Regions from separate parts of the Mus musculus genome. Here all the other regions are linked to region 7. Evidence: chromatin contacts called from public promoter capture Hi-C and targeted proximity ligation data. All regions are on one chromosome and are shown on one strand. The core of a region is the stretch at or near the end of the contact, and the rest is flanking DNA. Distances in the headings are between cores, read along the strand shown.

Region 1 (2,700 bases), core at 9-2,508, 1.4 Mb before region 7:
AACAAAACTACACCTGTCTCACTCGCTCTCTGGTCTCCTGTGCAGCTCAAATAGGAAGATAAGTCTATTTACCATAATATACTGGACAAGCCCCAGCTACACCTCTCACATCCTGCCCTGTTCTGCACCCACATCCTGGACAGTTTAAACTTTGATACCAGGTGCGATGACATCAGTTGTCTTGTAGAGAGGTGGCAGCATGGTCCATCTGCTGTAGGATGGGAGGTCCCCTGGTCAAAAGTACCCATAAGGAACCACAAGTGGGGAAAAGGGTAAAGTAGGGACTTCCCTCACCCACCGGAGCGCAGCCCTCAGGAATGGTACACTGCACTGTCCCCAGAAAGCACTCTCAAACCCAATCCCATAGTGACCCCACCATAGGGGAAGGCAAAATAAATAAATAAATAAATAAATAAATAAAAGTCTTCAAATTGGTCCTCTTCACTCCACAAACCTCACAAGAGTGTTACCCACTCCACGGGGAGTGGATAGGGTAGTGGAATACCAACGGGAGCAACAGACTGTGTGATACAATCGGGTAAACAGAGGCAGACTTGAGGAAGGGAACCACAAGGGAACACGAGAGGGTAGAGGGCAGAGCCAAGCATCAGGGTGGAAAGAAGGCTGCAGCAGAGTCAGGGGCTGACAGCGACCAGGCCGGGCAGTGAGATACAGGAAGCGGCAGGGCGGCCCAGGGCTAGGAGCTTGGACTTGGGGCGCCCAGGGCTTGCGGACACCAAGCCTTGCGGCGGCAGGGACAGAGGAAGTCTCCGGGTCCTGGGGCGGCCAGAATAATGGGGTCTCCGGGGCAGAAGGTCCCCGGAGTAGAAGGGGTTCCCGGGTCCTGGGGCAGAAGGTCCCCGGAACCTGGGGCGGAGGGGGTCCCTAGGGCACGGGATCCCGGGGCGGCGCGTGGGGCCCGGCACAGGCGGGCTCACCTGGGCTCTGGCAGCAGGATCTTCTTGCTGGCGCGCGCGGCCGGCGTGGCCTTGCTCTTCTCCATGGCCATCAGGTAGCTCACATCGGCCAGCACCGCCTCCAGGTCGGCCATCTTGGCGGCGGCGGCGGCGCTGTTCCTCCCGCCGCCCGAGGCTCCGCTCCGCTCCCGCTCGCTCGGCCCGGCCCGGCCCGCGCGGCTTGTGGGCCTCGGCGCCGCCGCCGCCCCGCCCGGTCCTCGCTCGTCGCCGGCTCACAGGCGGCGCCGCCCCATGGCGCCGGCTCGGGCCCGGCCCGGCTCGCGCTCCGCTCCCGCCGGGACTGCAGTCGGGGCGCCGCCGCCGCCGCCACCACCACCACCACCCGCTCGCCCGCGCCCCGGAGCTGCCGCCGCCGCCTCCGGCCCCGCCTGCCGCGCACAGCGCCAGCGAGCCGCCGAGGGGCCGAGCCGGGCGGGCGGCGGGCGGGCGGGCAGGCGACAGCGCCCCCTAGAGGCTGCACCGCTCGGGTCCGAGACACGGGTCTCAGTCCTGGTTTGTTACCTGAGTCTTCCACCAAGGACTCTAGGATGACCTCAGACCCCAAGCCATGACCACAAACGCGGATCCCATCTCAGCATGCTAGACTGCACGCTCCACTAGGGCCAAGACCGTGGGTCCTAACAAGAATCCTGACACCGACCAAGACTCCTATACTCAAATTTCTGAACATTCTCTCAGAGTCACACCATCATTACCACCCCTGACTCCTGACCTGACCAGATGACAATCCTGACTTCAAACTCCCAACAGGACCCCAGACTCAGAGCTTGGGCCGCACTCCTGACATGAACGTTTGTTGTTGTTCTTGTTTTAGAGAGGGTATCCCCGTGTAGCCTTGGCTAGTCTGTAACTCACTATGTAGACCAGGCAGACCACTAATTCACAGCGATCTGCTTTCCTCTGCCTCCCAAGTGCTGAAATGGATTAAAGGCATAGTCCATTAAACCACACTCTGATGAACGCCGAACTCATTAATTGATCGATCGATTGACTGATCAGTTGATTGATTGTGTATGCACATGTGGAGGTTAGAGGACAGACAATTTGACCATCAGTTCTCTCTTTTTACCACATGGGTCTCTAGGGATGGAACTCAAGGTCCTCAGGCTTGGTGGCAAACATTTTACCCACTGAGCCCTTCTGTGCCTTCTTCCTTGGCCAACTCCTGTCTACTTTACCTGGCTAGCACACGAGAGGCAAAAGCAGGTGTCTTTCTGTAAAGTCAAAGCCAACCAGGGCTATAGAGTGAGACCCCGTCTTAAGCAAATGAGTGAAAGCAATTTAAACTGCACACCTCTCTAGAGCACCTCTTTGCTTTCCAGGCTGCCAGGACACTCCCACCCCAGGCATGGACACTTAGAACCTGATTCTCCTGCCAGTTCGTGTCCAGCAAAGCAAGTATCCCGACTCCCCTGACTTCTTGACTCCTTCAGAAGAAAACAAATCCTATTAGGGGAGAAAGGTTGTCAGCGGACGACATCTCTAGACAGATCCTGCCTCTACTTCTCCTTTCCTAGGTCACCACTACAGCCTCCTGAGAGTCCTCTGACCTGTCCATTTCTCAGGGTTCCTAAAACTGCCCTCTGATACAGGCTCTGACCAGAATGGCTGTCCCCAAATCTAGATCTGATGGGATTACTGTACATTCAAGGCCAAACAACAGCTGTCTAGTGCCCCAGAGCTACCAAGAGTGAAAAGTCCTGTTTTTGTTTCTGGTTTTGGT
Region 2 (2,700 bases), core at 139-2,638, 1.5 Mb before region 7:
AGCTGAGTGTTGGAAGCCCAAATGGTACCACGCCTACAGCTCATAGAAACAGCAAACAAGATGCATGTGGAAACCATTAGCACTGAGTGGAAAAATGGAAAAATGTAAACAACAGAATGCACTTGATACAGGAGCCCATGTTTGTACACTGCAAACACATCCATACAGAAGACAATGCCACGTAAGAGCCAGGCTGGGTTGAAACTCAGTGAGGCCAGGTCTTGGGAGAAGAAGGGGAGGGGAGGAAGATGGGGATGGAGGGAATGGGGGGGGGGGAATGAATGACCACAACTAGAGAGGAGCCTCTTTAACCATAAAATGAGAAGTTGGGTTGACTCAGTTCTTTATGGGAGATCATAAAATGTGAGGGCGGTTGGACGTGGAGGAGGGCAAACACTTTGTAAGCTAGAAAGATATGGGTTCAAATTTCAGACGTAGCACTTTGACAAACTGCCACCGATATTTACTATTATTTATACATCTATTCAGTTCCAAACACTCCTGAGCACTGAAGAGAAAGCAGTACTATAAAAGCTAAGGCAAAAAGATCAGGAATTCAAGGCCAGAGTGAGCTAAATAGGGAGCTCCTCTTCCAAGAAAACCAAAAAAAAAAAAGAAAAAAAGATAGAAGGGAATGCAGACTCAGTGCTAGAAAGATTGTTTTTTAATCACTTTAGCTGCCCCATGTATTCTGAATTGGAGAAAACAATATAAGCTCTGAGCCTCAGTGTCCACATCTGAAAAATGACAAGGACACCCCTCCATTGGAAGCTGTGGTGAGTAGGATGGAGGAACAGGTCCAAGAGTTTCTATGGCACTGGAGTGCGGACTGGAATCCAGGCTACCTCATGAGGTTTGAGCTGCTGGGCAGAGAAAGCAACCACACACACACCTCACACCCCTGGGCAGAGAAAGCAACCACACACACACACACACACACACACACACACACCACGCAACCACACACACACCTCACACCCCTGGGCAGAGAAAGCAACCACACACACACACACACACACACACCACACACACCCCGTCACACACACACACACACACACACACACACACACACCACACACACCCCGTCACACACACACACACACACACCACACACACCCCGTCCCTCCGTCCCCCCTCCTCCCCTCCCCCCTCCCTTACAAGCACAAGCTTAGATCGGTCCTGGTCACAGCCGGGGCTGTCGCTCACCAAGGGAACCTCTGGGGGGCGCCGCGAGTCCCGCTACCCGCGAGACTCTGACGCGATCCCGAAGCAACTCTGCATTCTGCTGCTCAGGCCTGCAGAGGAGGAGCGGGCAAGGGCGGGGCGGTTGTAGAGGGCAGATCTTCGCTCCCAGGGAGACGGGGCGGGCCCTGTGAGGGCGGGCCCTGTTTGGTGGGCGGGGCCGTGGCGGGCTCAAATGGCGGCGGCGCTGGGCGCCTAGGCCGGCGGGGGCCATGAGCGCCGCCCGGCCCCCAGTTTAGCATCGATGATGCCTTCGAGCTGACCCTGGAGGACGCGGGGCCTGAGCCCGAGTCCAGCGGGGTCGCCCGCTTCGGGCCGCTGCACTTCGAACGCCGGGCTCGGTTCGAGGTGGCTGATGAAGACAAGCAGTCCCGGCTACGCTACCAGGTGAACGGCCCTGCTCGTCTCACCCTCTTGTCCAGGATAGGGCGGAACCCCAGGCCGGGCCCCGGAGAATTCTAACTCCGGAGCCTCTGCCTAGAGACCCCAGCGGAGCGGAAAATTGTCCCCTAGACGTGTCTGCTCATCCAGATTTATGTCCTTGCCCTCTGAGCTCTGAGTTCGGTTCCAGTGCAGCTGTGGAGAGCCGGAAACTCGGACTAGGAACCCAGGCCTTAGCAACAGTGTAGAACCCACCTGTCTTGAAGACTGACACCCCAATATCACTCCGAGGAGTTTGGGGAGTACTTCCAATCTGAACCAGACCTTGTCGATATTTACAGCATCCCTTGAGCCCCAGATCACGTGACCTATGGAGCCTCCGCATCCCCTCTGCTTTGAGAATCACCCTAAAAGTGGAGGTCCCCACACATGATGTGTTTGCCCATCTCTTCATACTAAACCACACCATAAATCATTGTCTCAGGTAGCTTCCCCCAACCCTATCGTTCTTTAGGACGTAAGACCCAGAGGCCTGTGCTATGCTATACCAAATCCAAAGTCTCTATGTTGGGTCCCTGAAAAATCCTGAGAGCCTCATTTGAGTGGTCACCTGCTCCTGGGATCCATGCTGGCAGCCCACCCCTGCTGGATTCTGTGCTGAAGCCCCCAACAGCCACCTACTTCCTACCCAGGTTTTGGTTTCTGAATCATCAAACCGGTTCCGCTGGGAGGGCAGGGAGAGGCAGGAGAGCAGCTGCCAGATGTGCCAGGCAGAAGCTGTCAGGCTGCCTTTCTCCTCCCCCCAGAGGGCAGTGGAAAGGCCCATTCCTGAAGCTTATCTGAACCTTATGTCCTGTAACAGAACCTGGAAAATGATGAGGACGGAGCCCAGGCCTCTCCGGAGCCGGATGGGGGAGTCAGCACCAGGTCAGGGCCAGGTGGGGACCCACCCTTCTTATCCCAGGCCCCGTGTCTCAGGCTCCTGTCTGCAAGGACCTGCCCAGTCCCAACCAGATGCACTTACCTGTCTTACAGGGATTCCTAGCCCTGCTTCTCTCATGGGATCTGCTGTCCAGC
Region 3 (2,700 bases), core at 9-2,508, 1.6 Mb before region 7:
TACTATGTAGCCAAGGATAACCTTGAATTTTGATACTTCTACCTCTGGGTATTTTACAGGTGTACAACACTTTGTCCAGTTTTTTTTTTTTCTGTACTGTGTTGAGCTCAGAGTCTTTCTGTATGCTAGGCAAGCACTCTACCAAGGGAGATATAGGCCCTGCCTCTCTCCCCACTCTCCCTCCCGTCCTTGATGTTTGCAAGCTAGTCACTGAATCGATGATAGAGTCACTAGCTCAGATGGCAGACATGGCATGGGATCTGGTTCCCTGGGACAAAGGCTGGTGCAGAGGGCATGTGAATAAATCATGAGGGGCCCACGACAGGCCAGCAGGCCACAGCTGACCTCATTCTGGAAGTGAGAGTAAGCTGCTGTGTGGTGAGTGGCTGCAGTGTGGCAAGGGGCAAGGGTCTGTGTGGCACCTTTATTCTTGTTCCTTGAGAAGAGCTTACAGGTCAGGGGGGTGGTTCACCCAGGAGGTGGGGAAGCAGAGGTGGAAACAGAGGTATCCTGGGACTCCAGATGGGGAAGAGAGGAGCAGGTGGCATACTTTTCCAGAATCTTGGAGCTGTCCTGGGAAAGAGAATGGTGGAGGGGTGGAAAGGGCAAACAGGTAGAGCAAACCGAGAAAGAGCCCCTGTAAAACAGTGAAAGGGCAGAGAGACAGATAGATGGACAGACAAGCACACACAGAGAGACAGACAGACAGACAGAGACAGAGAAGCAGAGACAGGGAAACAGAGATACAGAGAGACACAGAGACTGAGAGAGACAGGAAGACAAAGACAGAGACAGACAGACAGACAGACAGAGACAAATAGAGAGACAGACAGACAGAGACATACAGACAAACAGACAGGGGCAGAGAAACAGAGACACAGAGAGACACACAGAAAGGGCAGAGAGACACAAAGACACAGAGACAAACAGGAAGACAGAGACAGAGAGAAAGAGATAGAGAGACAGACAGAGAGACAAAGACAGAGAGGGGTTGAGGGGGACAGAGAGAGGTTAAGGCACAGAGAGAAACTGAGGGGAACAGAGAGACTGAGAGGGCCTGAGGGTCCTGAGAGTACTGGTCTACCAAGACATAGCATAGGCCAAGCCAAAGCAGATGGAGAGCAAGCAGGATACGGAGCAGGAAGAATGTGTTAGGACCACGAACCAGAGAAGTGCAGGCAGGATATGGGACTGAAGGAGGCCAGCCAGCGTGGGAGCCTGGCCACCTGGATCAGCGAGGAGCCCCAGGGTGGAGTCTGTGGTCCTGTGAAGGTTGGGAAGCACTCTAGGAGGTAGGTGAAGATTTCAAAGATGGATTATGGGAGCAGCAATGGAAGAAGACAGTGACCTTAGAGGACTCGGGCTCTTCTAACCCCCAGAGCTAGAAACAAAAACATAGCCACAGCTTGCACTGAGCCACCGACCTACAGGTGGAGGAGACCCAGCTGGAACAGAAAACGTACCACACCTACATCCATGGCCCTACCGGAGGGCCCAACAGATGGCAGCCTCCCTGAAGGAGACTCCAGTCCATCCTCAGGCACTGCAGGACCCAGCCAAGACCTAGCCAGCCCCACTACTCGCAGAAGGGCCCTTCTCCGTGAGCTGGAAGCCCAGGTGCAGGCTGCCTACGGACAGGTAAGGGGCAGGAAATGTTCTTTTCTAAAGGACCCCAAATCCCAGCTGGCTATAAAACACACCTAGAACCAAGTCCACATACAGGTGACCAGAGTGGTCAGGAGAAGTTAGGGGATCCGCCTGCCATCTCTGTTGATGCTGAGGGAGCCCTTCATGCACCATGACAAGCCCTGAATGGATACAGGGTTTTGATAGGGGTGCACAGGAACTCCAGAATGGGCCAAGATAAAAGCAAGCAGGCTCTCTCTCTCCCTGAGGACTTCATCTCCCAGCTCCCAGTTGACACATTGGGAGAACTGGGAATCCAAGCACTGGGTGCCTACTTCTTCTGGAGGGATCCAAGCCTGCTTCTGAAGGTGCTGATTGGGGGAGATTAGTGTAAGGCTGAGAGAGGGGCTGATTGGAGGGGGGGCTGATCAGAAGACCCTCCCGAGGGAAGAGCTGGGAGACTGTGCCTTCCAGGGGGCCTTTGCTCTGAGTAAACCCACACACACACTCACAGAGATACTCAGAGATAATCCCGGATTGGATTAGGGCCCAAGCCCCGGGCCCAGGGCTCCCCGCCTGCCCACCCGCTCCTGATCTTGCCCACAAAACCCCAGGAAAATCCTCTCCAGTGCTCCCAGGCTGTCCCTGGAAACAGCAGGGGGCTGGCAGAATCCACAGCATCCTCCCAGGACTCCGGGCCTGGCATGGTTCAGAGACCCATGGGGAACTGTGCCAAGACGCCATGGCACCGGGGGTCTAAGGTAGGAAGGTGAAGGGGAGAGACATAAGGCCAGAAACCTGGGTGGCCAATGCACTGGGCAGGTAGTACCCAGAGACCTGGGGTACTGGGCTGGATGAGAGATTGGCTCCAGAGGAGATGGAGGGATATCTGTGTGCTCCCCTGCTAAACTGATAGGCCAGCTACGCATTCTGTGCAGGCCTGACTCTCTCAGCTTTAACCCGGCTGACCAGAGCTAGAGGTCAGGTCTTGTTCTCCTCCTTGACCCGGCTAAGGCTCTCACTCCTTCTGCGCTTTAGTTTACCTAACTGAGCAGTTGGGGGTGAACTCTTCCA
Region 4 (2,700 bases), core at 87-2,586, 1.3 Mb after region 7:
GATAAAGAAGAAAACACTAAGCCAGGCAGGGTGAGTGAGAAAATGGGGGACTTGTGAGGCATTAGGGTGCCTGCCTTGGAGAAGACCAAAGGAAGACTAGGGAGTTCCAGGGGAAATAGGAAGAGGCTGGAGCCTGCAGAACTGGAGACAGGAATAGCAGGTCCATACTTGGCTCTCTCAGTGCGGCTGTGGCAGCCTCCTCAGATGCATCTGTCCCCTCCTGCCTTCCAGCCTAGCAGGGATCAACCGGGCGGGGATCTTCCAGGGTCCCCACCCGCCCGCTGGGCTTTCGAGGAACCCCAAGGCGGATCTGGCTGCAGGGTATAGGCAAGGCCCAGAGCCAGGGAAAGGAAAAGTGGGCACAAAGTTCCCAGAAGAAGCAAGGCACAGGGTGGGAAGGGCAGCACGGATACAGCAGCCCACGGGACAGCTGTCACTTAGGGGGCAGCGGGAGATGGCAGGCACACACACACATACATATACACAGTCTGCTACATGTGCCACAAAGATCTTTGAGCCACATTCCATTCTGCAGCTCTAGCCGCGCGCTGCCCAGGCTGCAGGCATAGCACTGCACCACGCTCCGGCAGACCCTGGCACAACTAACCACCATGGGCGTGCCCGCAGGGCCGAGCTACCCTAGAGGTCCACGCGCACGAATGCGCGCGCTCGCGTACACACACACACAGATACACACACGGAACCCGTGTGACACCGCACGCCAGCCGCTTGCTCCCACCACCTCCCCCGCGTCCTTACGCCGACGCCTCCGAGCGTGACCGGCGACGGGACGCACGGTCACACCACTCGAGGAAGGCATCCACGCGCGGGAAGTGTCCCGCCCTGCCGGTTTCTCCCAGCTCCCAGGGCCTGAGATCCAGCCCACATTCCCGCGCCTGCTCCGCACTTACTGTCTGCCCACTCTGTGGCTGCGGCTTTGGCTGCGGCCAGGTCTCCCGCGCCGCCTCGAGGGTGTGCGGGCTGAGCCAAGGAGGTGCCGGCGGCAGCCCAGAGACCGAGCCGCCGGCGGCCGTCTGACTAGGACCCCCCTCCTCCCGCCCTCAAAAGCCCCCTCCTTGGGAGCTTAACCCTACCAGAGCTGCGTCTCCCTACGTGCCGCACCCTCGCCACCGGCTCTCGCCACCAACCGCCTTGAACCCAGCCCTTACCTGCACCTGCAGCCTCTGGGCTCCCCAATGCTGTCTTGTCCAGGCCAGTGAGTGGCAGAAGACTCAGAGAAGGGTCGACGTGAAGTCCAACCTTCCAGGCTGGGATTGGGGCCCCAACGCTGCCCTAACCTGGACATCAGCTGGCCCGGGGCTCAGGACAGCCGCCACACTCATCTCCTGGAATCTTCTAGGTCTATTACTGGACTGGGAAGAGCCTTCGTTTCTCCGCCCATGAGGATAGTCTGGGCCTTGGGCTCAGCACTTGTGAGGGAGAGGCCCCCAGGGAGAAGAGGGTATGTGGGGGTGGAAGACGGGGAGCTCTCTTTGAGGCCACCTGGATTTAACCAGCTGAATGGGTTGGGTCCTAGTTCTAGGAAGTCACTGATAGAGCACCTCTTGCTCAGGCTGCATTCCCATCTCTGATCCTCCAGGCCCTGGGGTCACCCCCCCCCCCCAACCATCTGCTGCCTGACAATTCCAGCAGAAAGAGTGCTAGCATTTTCTGAACAGCTAAAGCCGGGTCCTCTTCTGTCTTTATCCTTCTTTCTTCTTCTTTATATCCTTTTTTTTTTTTTTTTTTTTTTGGTTTCTCGAGACATTTCTTTACTGATTTCCACAAAATCTCTCCTGTAGCGTTCAGAGATCCCATGCTATTGTGGTCAGTACTTTTGTTGTTGGGATGTTTTGCTTTGTTTTGAGACAGGGTTTCTCTGTGTACTCCTGGCTGTCTTGTAGACTAGGATGGTCTCAAATTCAGAGATCCACCTGCTTTGCCTCCAGAGTGCTGGGATTAAAGGTGTGCCCTACCATTACTGGGTTTTGTGGTAATTGTCAGTATGTTTAAGTGACCACCCAGATGATAGGGGGTCAGGGTGAGTTACCAAACTCCCTAGTTCCCACTTACAGTAAAAGGGTGATTACTTAACTCTGGGTGCTGATTTTGAGTATTTAGGAAGTCAGTATTTGGGGGCTGGAGAGATGGCTCCGTCTTTAAGAGCACTGGCTCTTCTTCCAGAAGACCAGAGTTCAGTTCCCAGCACCCACTACTGTCTGGGACACCCTCACACAGACATACATGTAGGCAAACCACCAATGCCTGTGCACACATACAAAGTCAGTGGTTTTTACTTTGGTTCTTTCTCTTTTTTTCGTTGTTATTTGTTTGTTTTTGGAGCCTTAGCTGTCCTGAAACTTGCTCTCTAGTTCAGGCTGACCTCAAATTCACAGAGACCCACCTTTCTCTGCCCCTCAAATGCTGAATTAAGGGCATGAACCACCACTGCCCAGCTGAGGTCAGCGTTTATAAATGCTTAAAGCCTAGCACACAGAATTAAGTGCCCTAAAAATGTTAGCAATTCTGCTTCCATCCGAAAGTGATTGTCCAGCTTACTGCTGAAGTCTGAGCCTCTGCTGTTCTCTCTGGAGACCTTGTAGACCTGGCTCCAGGAGAGTCCCAAAGAAAGAATTTCAAGGCAGACTTACTGCTAGGCTGAGATCTCAAAGGAGCTAGAATCACCAGGTTTATAGACAG
Region 5 (2,700 bases), core at 68-2,567, 1.3 Mb after region 7:
ACCGCCGCTTTTCTCTTGCTGGGCATGGAGGCCTGGAGCAGACTCAGTGTGAGAGTCCTGGCAATCCCTAACCCAGGCCCACCTATTCCAAGGAGAGCAATCGGAAGCCCAGCTAGGAAGGATTACATGGATCGGATAAGAAGAGGCATCCTCCCTTCAGTCTCTCCTCCCATGTTCCCTAGCTTCCATAGGTGTGTTCCAGCTTAGATTTATGGCTGGGGCTCCCAGATGGCAGTGAGCACCTTGTTTCCTCCCAGTAGTGGTGGAGAGTCATGGGTTGTGCTCAGCTGGGCCCCACATTCTCCTGGACAGCAGAGCATGCGCCTGCAGGCTCAGAAATACCAAGCCGGTTTTCCCTTTATGAGAAGAGGAAACCAGGACCAGGAGTGCTTGGATTTTGAGCCTTTGGACCTAGCCAGTCATCTTACCTGAGGTTCAGGGTGCCCACCGGGTACATCCACCAGTCCGGGAGCTTCCGCTACCTGCTGAGAGCGGCGCAGGAAGACAAGGAAGTCGTCAGCTGTGACCAGTGCGGCACCCACCCCCAGTGGGTCTGCCAGATAGGCTTGCTTGTCACCCCAATCTGCAGCGCCCTGCTGTCGCAGCCAGGAGGCTGAGCTGGACCAGTTGGTGCCCAGGAAGTCCCGGTAGGAAGTTAGACCCAAGTGCAGGAGCAGCTGTGGCTCAGGCGAGCTGGACACCAGTGTGGCTGAGTGAAGGCGGAACTTGGGAGCATCAAAGATCCAAGGTTGGGCCTGTTGCCGAGTCTCCCAGATGGCAGTGATGGCCTTGTCTCCTCCAGGCAATGGACGACGGTCATGAGCCGGGCTCAGCTCCACTGCTACCTGCTCCTGGGAAAGTCCCCCAAGAGGGCACAGCAGCAGCAGGGACACCTCGGGGTCCATAGTCTGACAGGGCAGCTCTGGCAGAGGACACAGATGGCCATCCTGTCACTCTAGGAAACGAGCTGACCCTCTCTTCCACAGAACTCCTGAGTGCTCCCCAGTCCTTTTGCAGATCCCTGACTACTTATTGCGAGCATCATTCCAGCAAGAGTACTGAGCTCAGCAGGCGCCCTGGAATCCTGCTGTCCCAAACCCCTAAAGCCTCTGGCAACCCTACCACCCAGCAGCACTAGGTCCCCAAAACTCTCAAGGCCCCCGCCCCCCCCCCCCCCAACTCCAGGAGTCCTACCTCCAACCTGGACACGCTTGATCTACTCCCAGGATCTGGAAGCTTGATCTCGGAATTTAGCGGCTGGCCCGGCCCCCAAAGTCCACCCCTTTCCCCAAGCGGAAGTACCCGCCCCTTTCTTTCCTGGCTTCCCATTAGCCAGTCCGTGTTCAGGTCCGGATCCCGCCCTCCGCAGTGGAGCCCTTCAGATCTATGCAGACCCGCCGACCTACTTGTCAACGCATACGCCAGCCCGGTGCCCGGGGCAGCCGTGCTGTGATCTGATTTCAGGGCCCGGGGTCTGGTCCGGATCCCTCGGGCCTCGAGGCTGCCAGTGTGACCTTGAGCAAGTCTCGCCCGCTGGGCCTCAAGTTCCCTTGCTGAACTAGGGTGGGATGAGCAGTGCGGTTCTTATCCTGAGCTTTTGTAACTTTCTGGGCAGAGAACCCACACTCCCTGCTCCCTACAGGTCTTGATCATGAACGCCCCTGGAGGAAGGAGGAAGGAAGGTAGAAGGACTCATAGACCCCGGGAACAGGTGCGCACCTTTCCAGCCTTACCCACAACGCTAGGACATGGGAGAGACCCTCTGAGCCTTAGCTTCTTGGTGGGGTAGACTGCAGCACCATGGGCGCTGTTCTAGCCTGCCTTAGCAGTAGGACATCCAGGGCTGGCTACTGAAACTCAGATCATCACTGGACTCTTTCAGGACCGAAATGTGCAGCTGTCTAAGGCTCTGTCCTATGCCCTTCGCCACGGGGCCTTGAAGCTGGGACTTCCCATGCGAGCTGGTAAGTAACCATGCTGGAACTGGGAGGAATGGTGGGAGCCCAGAGAGCAACTGGAACCTCTGTCTCCTCGACTTTAATTCTTAACATTGCCCCAAGAGGAATGCAGAATAGACACACCCTCCAAATGTACAGGGGAAAAAATGTACAAGGCCCAGAACCTCTTTCATATCCTCTGGAAGAGGAGCCCCTGTCTAGGCTGGACTTCATGATGTCTCTTTCGACCAACTGGCCCAATCAACACTTCCCAAGGATGGACAGAGGAGCATACTGAACAACTGATGTTTATTGAATGGCCGCTGTGGGCGGATACTTAGTGCTTGCTATGTTACTCTCCCTGGAGCAGACACACTGTTCTGGTTTCTTTTTGTAGTGTTTTGTTTGTTTGTTTGTCTTGGTTTTGGTTTTGGTTTTTTATGTGCATGAGTGTTTTGCCTGCCCCACGTGCATACTTGGCTCTCGCAGAGGCCAGAAGAGAGCATTGCATTCCAGTGGGACAGGAATTACAGGTGGTTGGGAGCTGCCGTGTGAGTGCTGGGACCCGGCCCCAGGTCCTTAGGAAGAACAGCCAGTGCTTTTTTTAATTGTGGCACCATCTAGAAAGCCTCATTTTTCATTTTGGGGACAAAATGTCATGTAGCCTAAGCTAGCCTCATCTTGAACTCTTGATTCTTTTGCCTGCCCTTCTCAAGTGCTAAGCTTATAGGCGTCTACCAATATGCCCACCATGAAGCGGGCA
Region 6 (2,700 bases), core at 2-2,501, 1.4 Mb before region 7:
TGGACTGGCAGAGTGCCCTCCTTTCCCAGGGGTCCCAGCAGAAGTGGGGGGGGGGGTGAATACCTCATGCCATTCCAGAGACAGGCATCACCTTCCACGGCTGGCTGCCACCGCTATCTACCCCTGGTGAGACTACAGAGAAACAACACAGCAACTTATCAGATGACTTAATTGGTGGAATGCTTCTACAAGCACCCAAGACTTGGGGACCAAATGACTGTCCCCCAAGAAAAATCACAGAATGGGGCTGCCTCCAAGCCCCAGATGACAGCTGTTTCCTCTGCACTAGCTCTCATGCTCCCTCGCTCTCCCTGGCAGCCCTCTGGAGAGGGAGGAAGGAGGAGGAAAGGAGACCCTCCTGGGAGGGTCTAGGCTTATGGGTCCCCTAGGTCTCCCACTCAGAAAGTCCCAACCCAGGCCTGAGGGGAAGGAGGGAGAATGCTCTTAGCCAAACCACCCCTACCTCACCACCGGAAAAACCAACAACCCAAACCCCCAAAGGGAAGAGGATGCCAAATGTCTCGATGGGGAAGCTTTTCACTAACGGGATGCTGGGTCTATCCATGGCCTTGAATCTTCGAGTTCCCGCTGAGTCACCCGTGAAGCCTCTGGTGTTGAAACTGGTCCGGTGCCTTGTGCTGATTAATGAATTACAAATCCCCCACCCATGTGCACTCTCCCTGGTCACCGGGAAGAATGAAAACCCTTGTGAACTTGACTGAGAAGCTGGGCCCTGGTGCCCTCTCCCCTCCTCAGGGGGCATTGTGAGCTGGTTAGTCACCTGCCCCAGCCCCTGGCGCCACACTTAGCTCTAGCTTTTGGAAGTGGGACAAGTGGCGGGACAATAGGCAAGGGGGGCGGTCAGCCCAGACAAAGGGCAGCAGGAAAAACACCATCACTTGCTTGGAGGCCAGCTTGCTGGCATTTGAGAGAATGTGTCATTGCATTTACTCAAGTGGGAGGGGGAGGGAAGGTTAGAATGAAGAGGCAGAGGTAGAGTGGGTACAGGGACCCTCAACCCGGCAATGAGCAGAGGGAAGAAGGCCAGCATGCCTTGGCCGACACCAAGGAAGAAGCCCACACCAAGGCCAGCTCCCTTTCCAAGCTCTCAGGAGTTTGCCGAGGGACGATGCCCTCCCTGCCCCCTCCCCCAGGAGGCCTAGGGTGGTACCGTCGCAGCCTTGCCTCACCTCACCACCCCCCCCCTCAGTGTTGTGGGAGGGAGAGGAGCCCCAGAAGCCCTCCCTTCCCTCCTCCCCCCTCTTCCCCCCACCCGGGGAGGGCTGCTACAATTTGTGGTTACAGCTTTACACGTCAGAAAAAAAAAAGTTTGCAGAATGTCCCACACCGAAAAAAAAATGCGAAACCGAGAGAAAAAAACCTGCGAGTGGGCCTGGCGGATGGGATTATTAAAGCTTCGCCGGAGCCGCGGCTCGCCCTCCCACTCCGCCAGCCTCTGGGAGAGGAGCCGCGCCCGGCCGGCCCGGCCCCCAGCCCCATGGACCTCCGAGCAGGTAGGAGCCAGGCGTCCGAGGCCGAGGCCTCCGCCCCCGCCCAGCACCAGTGAGATCCGGTTCCCGTCCTCCTCCCCACCCTCGGAGCCCCAAGCCCGGGCCGGGCCGGGGAGCAGAGCTCGGGCTGGGGAGGTACGGCCGGGCGCCCTCGAGAGGGGCCGGGTGGGGACGCGGCATTCCTGGAGTCCGCTTGGCGGAGCCAGGAGGTGGCTGAGAACGCGGCGGGGAGCCTGGACAACCCTCAGACCTGGACGGGCGGCCACCTGGAGCCGCGGCGAGGCGGGGTCCCAGGGAACCCGCGGACACAGAGCCCCGCGCCAGAATCGGGGCGAGCGAGTCCGAGGCGGGCAGCGAGGGTGTGGGGGGGGGGCCGCGGCGCAAGGGAGGAGGGGGCCAGGAGAGGAAGAGGGAGGGAGAGAGGCAGAGGGGGAGCCCGCGGCCGAGCAGCGGGAAGCGAGGGGGAGGCCGACACCTCGGGCCGCGCTGAACTCCTTCCTCGGCCCGCGGGGAGGGCAGGAGGGCGCGCGAGAGGAGGGCGGAGGGCAGAGCAAACCTAGCTGGGCCGGGCCGGGCCGGGCCGGGCCGCCACGGGACTCCGGTTACTACGCTGCGCGCGGCGTGGCCGGAGCCCTCCATGCTGCCCACCGCCTGGGAGCCAGAGGCAGGTAGGCGCGGCGGGGTGGCCGGGGCCCCGAGCCCGCGGTGGCCTGGGAGTGATTACTGCAGGAGGGTGTTGTGGGGGAGACGCAGCCTGGCCGGACCCAGCAGGAAAAAGTCCGTCAGCGGCCGGGAGCGCCGAGACTGCCGGCAGCCCCTCGAGCGGCTGCCTGGCTAGGCGGCCCGTGGCAGGAGGGCGGGCCAGGCAGGGAGTGGACGCGCCGGAGCGGGCAGCGGCTCAGCCGAGCCCCGAAGCCCAACGCCCGGACCCCGCCTCCGCCCCCGCCGCCGCCGGGAAGGGAGCGAACGGGGGGGCGGGGCCGGGGGCGCCGGGGCCACACAAGGGGAAGGCGCCATCGCCGCCGGGAGGGGTCCGAGATCGAGAGGTCACGGTCGAGAAGGTAGGGCCAGCGAACTGCCAACTTCCACCGCCCCAGTTCTTGGAGCTGATCCCCTCAAGCAAAGTCCGCGTAGCTTCTTCAAAGTCCCCACACCCATGTTCTCACCTACCTTTCTATTACACTGGGGT
Region 7 (2,700 bases), core at 71-2,570:
TTCTGGACTTGTCAGAGCTGCACCTGCCTACTCTGCCCGTGTGCGTAGGAGTAAGGCAGCCTTGTGAGGGGAGACGGGAGAGGCTCAAGGTCTCACAGGATGTAAGGCTGAAACACCCAAGGCCCCAGGGACCTACTAAGTGCGGAAATGTGGTGAAGCTACACTAGGCAGGTGCAAAAGGTGTGAGAAGGCCGAGCCTACCTCGGCGTGAGCTAGGAATGGAGCCAACAGCTGGGGCAGGGGCAGGCCTCCATTAGTACTTTTTTTTGCATCATCCAGTGGCATCAAGGGGGCCAGGCTGGGAGGGGACAGGGAGCAGCTCCACGGTGCCCCTCAGCTGGGTCTCCAGAACCAAACAAGAGCAGACCTCCTCAGGGTCTTCCTGTCTGTCTGTCTGTCTTCTAGGATAAGCTCTGATGCTGCACTTCATGAGTTCTTTGAAGACTCCTTGGAAACTGAAAGGTGAAGCCAACTATGTCCGTGTGTGAACTGTGCAGGCCCCAGGTCCATAGACCAAGCTGTGGGCACAGACTGAGGCCGCAGTGCCGGGAGGAGCCCTGGGAATGTGTGCAGCCCAGTCCAGGAGCTCCCTCTTGTTCTGGCCCTGCCTTAAGGGGTGTACTTGGGCTCTGCCCCCCACCCCTCATCTTCACACAAGGTCCATTGAGGCCAGGACATTCCTTGCAGCCTGTGTCACTGAGGGGGGAAAAGGGGGGTGCCCCGCCCCCACAGATCCGGAAGGCCTGGCTGCCCCAGGAGGAGGCGCTGGATGCTTCCCAGCACATCTGGAGGTCGTGACCCTATTTCTGTTGCCAGGGAGTGCTGCAGATGTTTCCTCCCAGGCCAGACTCAGGATTGCAAAGGCTGGGAAAGAGGTCACACTGGGAAAAGGGGAGCCCCAGAATAGGGGGAGCCCCACACACTCAGCAGCAGGAGCAGCTGCCAGCATTGCTGAGAAAAGTCCAGAACCAATGAATCCACTCAGTGGAGCTCTGAATCTGCTCATGCAGAGGAGGGAGTGGGAGCTGCCAGCAGGAGACAGAACACTGGACGTGCTGACTCGGGGCTGGACTGGGGCAGGAGGTTGGGTGGGGTACGTGTAGCGAAAGCAGCCAATAGTCCCGTTCCTCCCCACACTACAAGGGTTCACGTCCAGGCTACTTTGTTGGGTATCCAGCCCGAACCTGGTGCCTCCCGATCCCTGATCCCGCCAGTACCTCTCGGGCTCAAGCTGGCCACCGCTGCCTTCCGCACCAAGGTCCCGCTGCCTGCTCACACCGCTCCCGGCGCCTCCGCTCCGCCTGGGGGCGGGGCCAGGATGGAGGCGGTACGTAGTGGAGGGGCGGGACTACCCGGGAGCTGTCTAAGGCGGGAAGCACAGTGGGTGGGGACCTCCGACAGGAACCTAGGCAGCCCCGGACAGCCTGAAGTTCTCTGTCCCAGCCTTCAGCTGCTCTTTTAACTCCCGGTCCTAGCCCAGTCAGTGACTTCACCGAGAAATGGGAACAAATGTACCTGCCTTCCAGACCAATTGGAGCGCTAGAGGCCACTTAGTGTCCTGCTGTGGCTCAGCAGACAGCAGGTATTAGGGCCAGAAACTATTTCACTCTTTAAGGGCTGGGCCAAGCTAGATAACTGATCTACACAGGCTACCATTTATGCAATGGCGAACACCATTAAATCCAGCACTCTGAAGGCAGAGGCAGGTGGATCTGAGGTCAAGGCCAGCCTGATGTACATAGGGAGTACATAGTAAGCCCCTGTCTCAAAAACGAAATAGAATCCTTTCTATTCACCTGTTATTTTCTTTAAGCTTGGAACAAATGAGGTTGAGCAGTCTTTGATCAAGATCAAGGCTGATGGATGTGTGAGCCACCTGGGCATAGAGGACTGCTTGAAAAGCAGAGGCTCAGCTCTCTCCTTTATCCTCTCACTTCTTTCTCCTCTTCCCTTTGTCTTTTCTCTCCTTTCTCTTTCTTCTTCTCTAGCCTTCCCCGTCCCCACACACTCTCTCTCTCTACCTTTTCTCTTCCCCCCTGCATTTCTATAATAAAGCTCTTAAACCATTAAAAAAAAAAAAAAAAAAAGAAAGGCAGAGGCAGGTGAGGAAGGCAGCCCATCCCACCTCATGTCTGCCTGGAGCCCAGCAGTCTGACCCCTTATCCCTCACACTCTTCTGACTTCAGCCTCCCTGCCTCCGGCACCTCTACCAACCTCACCTCGTCCCACAGAAAATAAAACTGCCAACCAAAATCAAAAATAGTGTTATTAATTTGGTGTCTCTGAAGCACAGAAAAAAAAAGAAAGAAAAATGACAAAAGAACGAATGAACCCACCCTTGCCACATATCGGGCCCCAGGTCCAGGCTAAGGAGGCCAGCCTTGGGGGCAGTGCAGGCCCCAGAGGCAAAGTCAGTCCTGGCCATGGGCTCCAATGAGGGACCAGCCCATGGGTTTGGCTCTTAGGGCCTGGCTAGGAGGCTGCTGCCTCAGTTTGGGATCCAGGCCACGGATCAGGGAGAGAAGTCTAGGTCACTGAGTTGTGACACTGAAGTAGCCAGATATCAGGGTGCAGACACCAGAGCCAAAGCCAATCAGTTCTGTAGTCCAGCAGAGTCCGAGTTACTGAGTCCCGGGATGCGATCCAGCAGAGGCCAGGCTGACTCCTCAGTACTGATGCTCCAGCAAGGGCTGGGCAGCC

Evidence for each region. Promoter capture Hi-C pulls out the DNA fragments that hold promoters and counts their contacts.
Region 1: a promoter capture Hi-C map of liver shows a contact between it and region 7, with 5 times the contacts expected there. A contact is called at or near these places in 3 of 39 promoter capture datasets (liver, neutrophils and pre-B cells).
Region 2: a promoter capture Hi-C map of liver shows a contact between it and region 7, with 7 times the contacts expected there. A contact is called at or near these places in 4 of 39 promoter capture datasets (the SN4741 cell line, liver, neutrophils and 1 more) and 1 of 130 datasets of targeted methods (pancreatic cancer cells).
Region 3: a targeted proximity ligation map of pancreatic cancer cells shows a contact between it and region 7. A contact is called at or near these places in 1 of 39 promoter capture datasets (liver) and 1 of 130 datasets of targeted methods (pancreatic cancer cells).
Region 4: a promoter capture Hi-C map of liver shows a contact between it and region 7, with 2.7 times the contacts expected there. A contact is called at or near these places in 2 of 39 promoter capture datasets (liver and pre-B cells).
Region 5: a contact with region 7 is called in a promoter capture Hi-C map of liver, with 6 times the contacts expected there. A contact is called at or near these places in 4 of 39 promoter capture datasets (hippocampal neurons, liver and pre-B cells).
Region 6: a promoter capture Hi-C map of neutrophils shows a contact between it and region 7, with 5 times the contacts expected there. A contact is called at or near these places in 3 of 39 promoter capture datasets (liver, neutrophils and pre-B cells) and 2 of 130 datasets of targeted methods (microglia and pancreatic cancer cells).

Annotation. Positions count from the first base shown.
Region 1 is chr19:4,304,964-4,307,663 of GRCm38.p6, forward strand. Grk2 (G protein-coupled receptor kinase 2) reads right to left here and starts at 1,259. Exons shown (of 21, transcript NM_001290818.1): 1 at 939-1,259. The coding sequence starts at 1,051.
Region 2 is chr19:4,124,572-4,127,271 of GRCm38.p6, forward strand. It overlaps Tmem134 (transmembrane protein 134), which reads left to right and starts at 1,389. Exons shown (of 8, transcript NM_001078649.1): 1 at 1,389-1,469; 2 at 1,471-1,629; 3 at 2,486-2,550. The coding sequence starts at 1,455. It also overlaps a transcript of Aip not described here.
Region 3 is chr19:4,081,230-4,083,929 of GRCm38.p6, forward strand. Cabp2 (calcium binding protein 2) reads left to right here and starts at 1,259. Exons shown (of 6, transcript NM_001160253.1): 1 at 1,259-1,638. The coding sequence starts at 1,477.
Region 4 is chr19:6,933,179-6,935,878 of GRCm38.p6, forward strand. It overlaps Kcnk4 (potassium channel, subfamily K, member 4), which reads right to left and starts at 1,337. Exons shown (of 7, transcript NM_008431.3): 1 at 1,170-1,337.
Region 5 is chr19:6,994,814-6,997,513 of GRCm38.p6, forward strand. It overlaps Trpt1 (tRNA phosphotransferase 1), which reads left to right and starts at 1,318. Exons shown (of 7, transcript NM_153597.2): 1 at 1,318-1,711; 2 at 1,883-1,964. The coding sequence starts at 1,652. Nudt22 (nudix (nucleoside diphosphate linked moiety X)-type motif 22) reads right to left here and starts at 1,224. Exons shown (of 6, transcript NM_026675.2): 1 at 1,195-1,224; 2 at 429-922. The coding sequence starts at 905.
Region 6 is chr19:4,212,987-4,215,686 of GRCm38.p6, forward strand. It overlaps Clcf1 (cardiotrophin-like cytokine factor 1), which reads left to right and starts at 1,252. Exons shown (of 3, transcript NM_019952.5): 1 at 1,252-1,514. The coding sequence starts at 1,499. Gm45928 (predicted gene, 45928) reads left to right here and starts at 1,439. Exons shown (of 4, transcript NR_132309.2): 1 at 1,439-1,514. LOC102631992 (a long non-coding RNA gene) reads right to left here. Exons shown (of 4, transcript XR_003952884.1): 3 at 64-2,700.
Region 7 is chr19:5,662,387-5,665,086 of GRCm38.p6, forward strand. Sipa1 (signal-induced proliferation associated gene 1) reads right to left here and starts at 1,321. Exons shown (of 17, transcript NM_001164480.1): 1 at 1,218-1,321. It overlaps Pcnx3 (pecanex homolog 3), which reads right to left. Exons shown (of 35, transcript NM_144868.3): 35 at 2,249-2,700. The coding sequence ends at 2,667.